Linked DNA regions of Zea mays: region 2 is linked to region 1. Evidence: chromatin contacts called from public Hi-C data. All regions are on one chromosome and are shown on one strand. Each heading gives the region's core, a stretch centred on a gene start, on an enhancer-like site or on the middle of the called end of the contact. The rest is flanking DNA. Distances are from core to core; before and after follow the strand shown. Region 1 holds the start of LOC103651469 (cytochrome P450 72A13). Region 2 has its middle 12 kb from the start of LOC100281232.

Region 1 (3,506 bases), core at 73-2,572:
GCCACATTGGCATGTACCTAGGGCGCTAGCTCTCCCTCCGCTAGACACGTAGCACTCTGCTACACCCCCCATTGTACACCTGGATCCTCTCCTTACGACTATAAAAGGGAGGACCAGGGCCTTCTTAGAGAAGGTTGGCCGCGCGGGACCGAGGACGGGACAGGCGCTCTCTTGGGGCCGCTCGCTTCCCTCACCCGCGTGGACGCTTGTAACCCCCCTACTGCAAGCGCACCTGACCTGGGCGCGGGACGAACACGAAGGCCGCGGGACTTCCACCTCTCTCACGCTCGACTCCGGCCACCTCGCCTCTCCCCCCTTCGCGCTCGCCCACGCGCTCGACCCATCTGGGCTGGGGCACGCAGCACACTCACTCGTCGGCTTAGGGACCCCCTGTCTCGAAACGCCGACAACTCTCCAACCAAACGCTCCATTGGTTAGAGAACGAGTTAGAAGAAAACTTTTAGAAAAATAGACTTGTATATCTTCGAGAGGTCAAGTTACGGATGGTTTTACAAAGACGTTATCGTCATCTAGACTCCTGGAGAAGTCAAGAGAACAATATAAACCTAACACAGTTACGATTGATATGATGATCGAGGGAGAACGTTACATATGCGTGCGTGTAATTTCTTGTCACGTTGAGTAACAACTATAGATGGATAAGGGCATAAGGCCCGGCTCCAAAGGTCTATCGTATCGTAAATATAGGGTAATTCTAGCTAGTAGATGTCCCGTCGTTGGAAACAATGTATGACATATAACAAATCTTGCATTGGCCCATCCTTGTCTAGGCATGGCCTGCAGCATGCAGGCCGGATTCTTCTTCTGGCTAATCAATCAACACACGTACCAGCTACCGCGCTCTCGTATATTTTCACATATCTTCGTCGAACTGTCCTCCATCTAGATATGATTACGTACTTGCAAACGTAAGTGACTAGTGTCTTTCAGTGCAACCCGTTTATTTATTATAGTACAGTATTATATTCACTTTCCACAGTTTCTAGAGAAGCTATATATAGCAAACTATACATACTATAGGGACTTACCATATATATATATATATATATATATATATATATATATATATATATATATATATATATATATATATATATATATATATATATATATATATATATATATATATATATATATATATATATATATATATATATCGTCAAATTAATTAAAATGAAACCTTATCGGCTTTGCTGGCGAGTGTGCGCCACAGGACACTTTTGGCTGTCTTTCTTTTGCGTGGTTGCATCTTATTCCACAAGCCAAAGCGTACGTACGTGCCCGCCAAGAAAGCATAGACACCAACTGCAGATAGAAACGAAGTAGCCAAAACATGTGATGCCAACGGATCGCACCAATCAGTGGCCGTGCCGCTGTGCGGAGGCCTACCACCACCACTACTACAAATACCGTCGCTCTCGTCTCTCTCGGTAAAAGCGCACACACACACAAGACACAACAACGCTGTGGGCTTGTACGTGGCTGTCGATCGCAGCACACGTACGTAAACTCGAAAGCAGCTAGGCCGGAAGCAAAATGGACGACGACGTCGTCGTAGCAGCTGCAGCTGCAGCTGCAGCCGCGGCGGCTTCGTCTTCGCCATCGCCGCCGTGGAGCCTGCTCCAGGGGCTCCTTGCGCTGCTCGTCGCGTGGGGGGCCTACCGGGCGGCGCAGACGTTCTGGCTGCGGCCGCGGCGGCTCGGCCGGGCGCTCCGCGCGCAGGGGCTCACCGGCACGGCGTACCGCTTCCCGGCGGGCGACCTCAAGGAGAACGCCCGCCTCAACGACGAGGCGCGGTCCAGGCCCATGCAGCCGCCGTGTAGCCATGACGTCGTTCCCCGCGTCATGCCGCATCTCTTCAACACCGTCAAGGACCACGGTACGTCGTCGTCCAAACTCCCAAGTAGTCTCCCGTAATTAAGCTAGCTATATATGTAGCTTTGTCGTTTATCTCCACACGTGTCCATCAACAGCTTGCTTAGCACAGACTGTACTAGTATACTCGCCGCGCGCCTAAGATCTTCCGGACGACGGATGGTATGGTCCAACCGAGAATTCATTCGTTGGATGCTTCCTTCTTATATATATATGGTCCGACTCCGACGTGAACGCTGAGGTTGACGTTCGCTTGACTAGTGTGTTGTGGATTACTATTGGCCGCCCGACAGCCATGCATGTATGTTCACGTGGCAAGTTTGAATTCTTCCCAGAAGCTGTATCATATCCATTTGACACCGGCCAGTAGGCGGCCACTCCGGTCACCGGACCTATGATACACATCCATTGTGTTGTCCCATTTGCAAAAGAATTTTTCACGATAGTAATAGTTTCAGTTACCTATTTTTTTTCCTGGAAAAACCTATGATACTTTTTGTTTCATTTGCGAAAGCTCATTTCCCCACTTATACAAACTCGGTTATAATATCTGCCCATTCCTTTTACTAATTACTCCCTATGTTTCTTTTTATTTGTCGCTGAATAGTGCAATTTTACAAAAGTTCCCTAAATTTCAAAGATGGAGTTGGATTTGTCGTTTGGACTTAACGGCGCAGACGCTGAACTGCAGGCAACATCTGTATTACCTGGTTCGGACCGATTCCCAGGGTGGTGATCACGGAGGCAGAGTTAGTCAGAGACATCCTATCGAACAAGTTTGGCCACTTCGAGAAGTTCACGAACAAGAGTCTCGGGAAGATGATCGCCCTCGGGGTGGCGAGCTACGACGGCGAGAAATGGGCCAAACACAGGAGGATCCTGAACCCCGCGTTCCATCTCGAGAAGCTCAAGGTTGGTTGGTTTCGTTGTCCAACTTCCTTCAGTTCAAGGCGTATAGAGATGTGTGCGTGCTTACTACTAGAGTGGGTTTTTGCAGCGCATGCAGCCGGCGTTCTTGACGTGCTGCACCGAGCTCATTGATCGCTGGGACAAGGAGGTCGCTGGTGGTTCCGACGGGTCATTCGAGCTGGACGTCTGGCCGGAGTTCCAGAGCCTCACCGGCGACGTGATCTCCCGCACGGCGTTCGGCAGCAGCTTCATGGAAGGGCGGAGGATCTTCCAGCTCCAGGCCGAGCAAGCGGAGCGAGTGATCAAGGCTTTCCAGTACATATACATCCCAGGCTTCGTGTAAGCACTTTCTCATCTGATCTGTAACATATAGTACAGTGATTCCAGCGGGCAGCGGCATCATGCACACTCATATGCGCGTGCTCGATCGTGCAGGTTCTTCCCGACACCCAACAACCGGAGGATGAAGGAGATCAACAGGGAGATCGAAGGGACTCTGAGAGGCATGATCGAGAAGAGGGAGCGCGCGATCGAGAACGGCGAAGCGAGCGGCGACGACCTGCTCGGCCTGCTGCTGCAGTCCAACATGGAGAGCGGGAAAGGCGGCCTGAGGATGAGCACGGAGGACGTGGTCGAGGAGTGCAAGCTCTTCTACTTCGCCGGCATGGAGACCACGTCGGTGCTGCTCACCTGGACGCTCG
Region 2 (3,371 bases), core at 280-2,779, 160 kb before region 1:
CTTCAAAGGTTGGTAATGGGGCTAATACTTTGTTCTGGACTGATAAATGGATTCATGGCAGAAAATTGCAGATTTGGTTCCTAGATTATTTGATATCATTCCGAAAAAAATCACTAACAGAAGGACGGTTCAGGAAGCATTGACAGATAGAAGATGGATTGCTGATATCACAGGATCACTCTCGGTGGGAGTATTATTGGATTATCTTCATCTTTGGAATTTAATTTCAGATTTTGAGCTGCTGCCAGATATAGAAGATAAACATACTTTTAGTATTGCTGCAAATGAGACTTATTCTGCTAAGGCTGCATATGATGGGTTGTTCATCGGGGCTGTGCATTTCGGTCACTATGAAAGAGTTTGGAAAACTTGGGCCCCCTCTAAATGCCACTTCTTCCTCTGGTTATCGGTGCTAAATAAATGCTGGACAGCAGATAGGTTGGCAAAGAGAGGACTTGATCATCCGGAGAAGTGTCCGCTTTGTGACCAAGAGTCTGAATCTTTGGATCATATTTTGGTTTCTTGTGTTTTTGCGAGAGAATTCTGGTTCCGGCTGATGTGCATTTTCAGACTACAAAATCTGGCTCCTACACCTAGTACGGTGTCTTTTACGGGTTGGTGGGAGATGATAGACAATGGCTCTGGAGATATGATTATGAAGGGTGTCAACTCCCTTATTGCCTTGGGAGCCTGGATTATTTGGAATCATCGGAATCGAATTGTCTTTGATGGAATCTCCCCTAGTGTTTCTGCAGCTCTTCGTCAGGCAAGGGAGGAACAACAGTTGTGGGAAATGGCAGGAGCTAAGGGTCTCTCCTTTCTTGCCGCAACCATCAGGGGCACCTAGCTGCCTGGTTTATCGCTGATGGGCTGGTTTTGTTTTTCAGGATCTGTTTGCTCTTGTTTTTGTTTTTTTCTCTTCTTTTTTCTTTGGTTTTTTATCCCCTCCGGGGAGGTCTTTTGTACTTTGGTCTATTTTGGACCCTCTTTTCCTTCTACTTAATATAATGATGCGCAGTTCTCCTGCGCTTTCGAGAAAAAAAAAGAGTTTCTCCCTTGCATTAGGATTCGCTAATCAAGGTTGAACTGTAACCGCAAAGCACTCCTCTATAAGTTTAGGTGTAGCAAATATATCACATTTTTTTTGTTACACTTGAATTTTCAATTTGCTTAAATAAACAAAGCAAAGCCACCAGTATTACAATTGTGACACTCCTAAGCTTTATGCTATAAAAGTGAGGCAACAAAAATTCACTAACGAATCATAATGTAGACTAGTCAAATGCCAGATTCCACAATACCACAACCATCCAAGACATGAGCACAAGCAAGAGGCACAAACACATCGGAATTTCGGATATAGTTCGTTCATCATGTTCATATAGACGACATGGCGATCCCGCAGAACTGGATCCAACTCCGACTCGCCGAGCAAAACCCTAGGGAGGCTGGGGGTTTTGGGGAATGGTTGATCTGATGGTTGATAGTGGGGAGCCTTCCCGTCACTAATATTGGTTGGTTAGTGGGCTATTGGCCTATTAATGGGTCACTTTGCAGGCCCGACTGGCGACTGGTGGCCTGGAAACATCGGGCCGGGCTTTCATAGATGAAAATGGCCGGGCTCGACATTTAGTCAGCCAATGTCGCGTACTGAAAAAGAAAAGATCCATCTTCCTGATAAATTGCAATGTGATGGGCGATGATATGGTTTACTGAGAAAGAAAAAGAAAAGATCACTCGTACGAGCACATCAACAATGTCGCTATCATTCGTTGAACACTTTGCTTAGATGTTAGGTATGCTTTCCCGCATATCCTTCTCGCCTCTGCTACGCCGTGCGCTAATGTTGATAGAAGAGCTATGGGGCAAGTACTTCCACGGCGAGTCATCGTTACCATGATGCATGTATAAATGGTCAATCTAAAGTTGTTACCAAAACTAAAGGGCATGTTTATATATGAGCCTTTTTCTATGTATGTTACTCTCCGTTCCAAAATATAGTCCTTTGGAGTCCTCTTTTTTTTCGGTCCACAAATGGGTGAGAATGAATTTAGACATATATACAAACTACATTCATAGGTTAATTAATGAATGCATGTTTAGTATAAAATGAATTATATTTTGGGGATGAAGGGAGTATTAGACTATTTTTAGTGGAAATTTTATTTTAGTTTCATTTTCATTAAATATATCGCCATATAAGCAAGGATGGTGACATGACAAGAATTTAATAAGAGAAATAGTGAGAGTTTAACGAGAGGTGAGAGAGTTTCATCTAGATGAAACTTAGCATACATGATTTCGTAGATAAATGATGATGTGTCATTCTCGAAAACAGTGCAATGAAAAATAACCTTATGACATGTACAGCCCTGATGAGCCCCTCGATGGTTTTCCACGTACAAGTAATAGCTAAATACAACATTATACTATTCTGATCCTTAGATCATAAATATAGTAAAAGACAATATGTATAGAGAAAGACGACCCTCTAGAAACCCCGTAGGACCCCATATATAATGAGCACGGTTATACATGCCCTTATGGAAGTTTATAATTGCTCACAAGTTATTACTAAAAAAAGTTGAGTGGTCACCATCGGTGTTGAGTAGTCCAAATTTTTTGTTTCTATCAATGCCACTTTTCATCAGATTTGGCTCTAACAGTGTTAAATTACGGTGATAAATATTTAAAATAGCCTCAGGTCTAAATGATCTTAAATAAAAAAAAACTCAATAATAGAAACTTATTGATCTCTTTATTAAAAATATATATTTATTTAACTTCATTAAAAAGTTTTTTCAGTTAAGACCATTAAAAGCTAAAAATTAACATGTTTATAACTAATTTGGAGGCAATGGAGGCCAAACATATGGAGAAAAAATCTCTCACGAAGAACTAAATGTCTTACTTAAATGGCACCCTATAAAAATAACACGATGCAAAGAGGATTTGAGTTTCTGAATTAGCCAATAGAGTATTTTCAATTTCTCCGACGCAAGGTGACGTGAGTCACATGAAGGCAAAACAGAGAGCTTAAACTGACAATTCAAATTTCTTAATGCCTTACCAATAATTATACAAACTTTTATAACGACACACGGTAAAAGGACTTGTCAGTTAGTGCTCAGTATAGCAAGCTAGCTGACCACAGGCGTCATGCACGTAATATGGATGGTGTCGATGATATTCAGGCTGAAGCGAAAAGGAAAAGCTACTATAAAAAAAGAAGAATCCAATATACAGCACTCGTGCGTGCAACCGACGGGACGGGGGGCTGACCACATGCATGCACCGGAGCTGTGCCTGTGTACTAGTACAGAGAAGGCATTGAACCACGTGCAGCAAGCTTCCTCCTCATGAGTGGGGCG

The links. A called contact is a pair of places that touch in the nucleus more often than the background predicts.
Region 2: a contact with region 1 is called in a Hi-C map of leaf, with 5 times the contacts expected there. The contact joins the enhancer-like site here to the promoter of LOC103651469 in region 1. A contact is called at or near these places in 2 of 25 Hi-C or Micro-C datasets (endosperm and leaf).

What each region holds. Positions count from the first base shown.
Region 1 is chr3:222,596,617-222,600,122 of Zm-B73-REFERENCE-NAM-5.0, reverse strand. It overlaps LOC103651469 (cytochrome P450 72A13), which reads left to right and starts at 1,322. Exons shown (of 5, transcript XM_008677098.4): 1 at 1,322-1,900; 2 at 2,588-2,808; 3 at 2,894-3,144; 4 at 3,241-3,506. The coding sequence starts at 1,558.
Region 2 is chr3:222,755,964-222,759,334 of Zm-B73-REFERENCE-NAM-5.0, reverse strand. No RefSeq gene overlaps it. Among protein-coding and RNA genes, the nearest start is that of LOC100281232, 12 kb to the right of the region's middle. Within about 2 kb of position 1,529, at least 8 of the 20 cell types and tissues checked have an H3K27ac peak or open chromatin away from gene starts, as enhancers often do. A contact at or near this core is called in leaf, where this site is marked.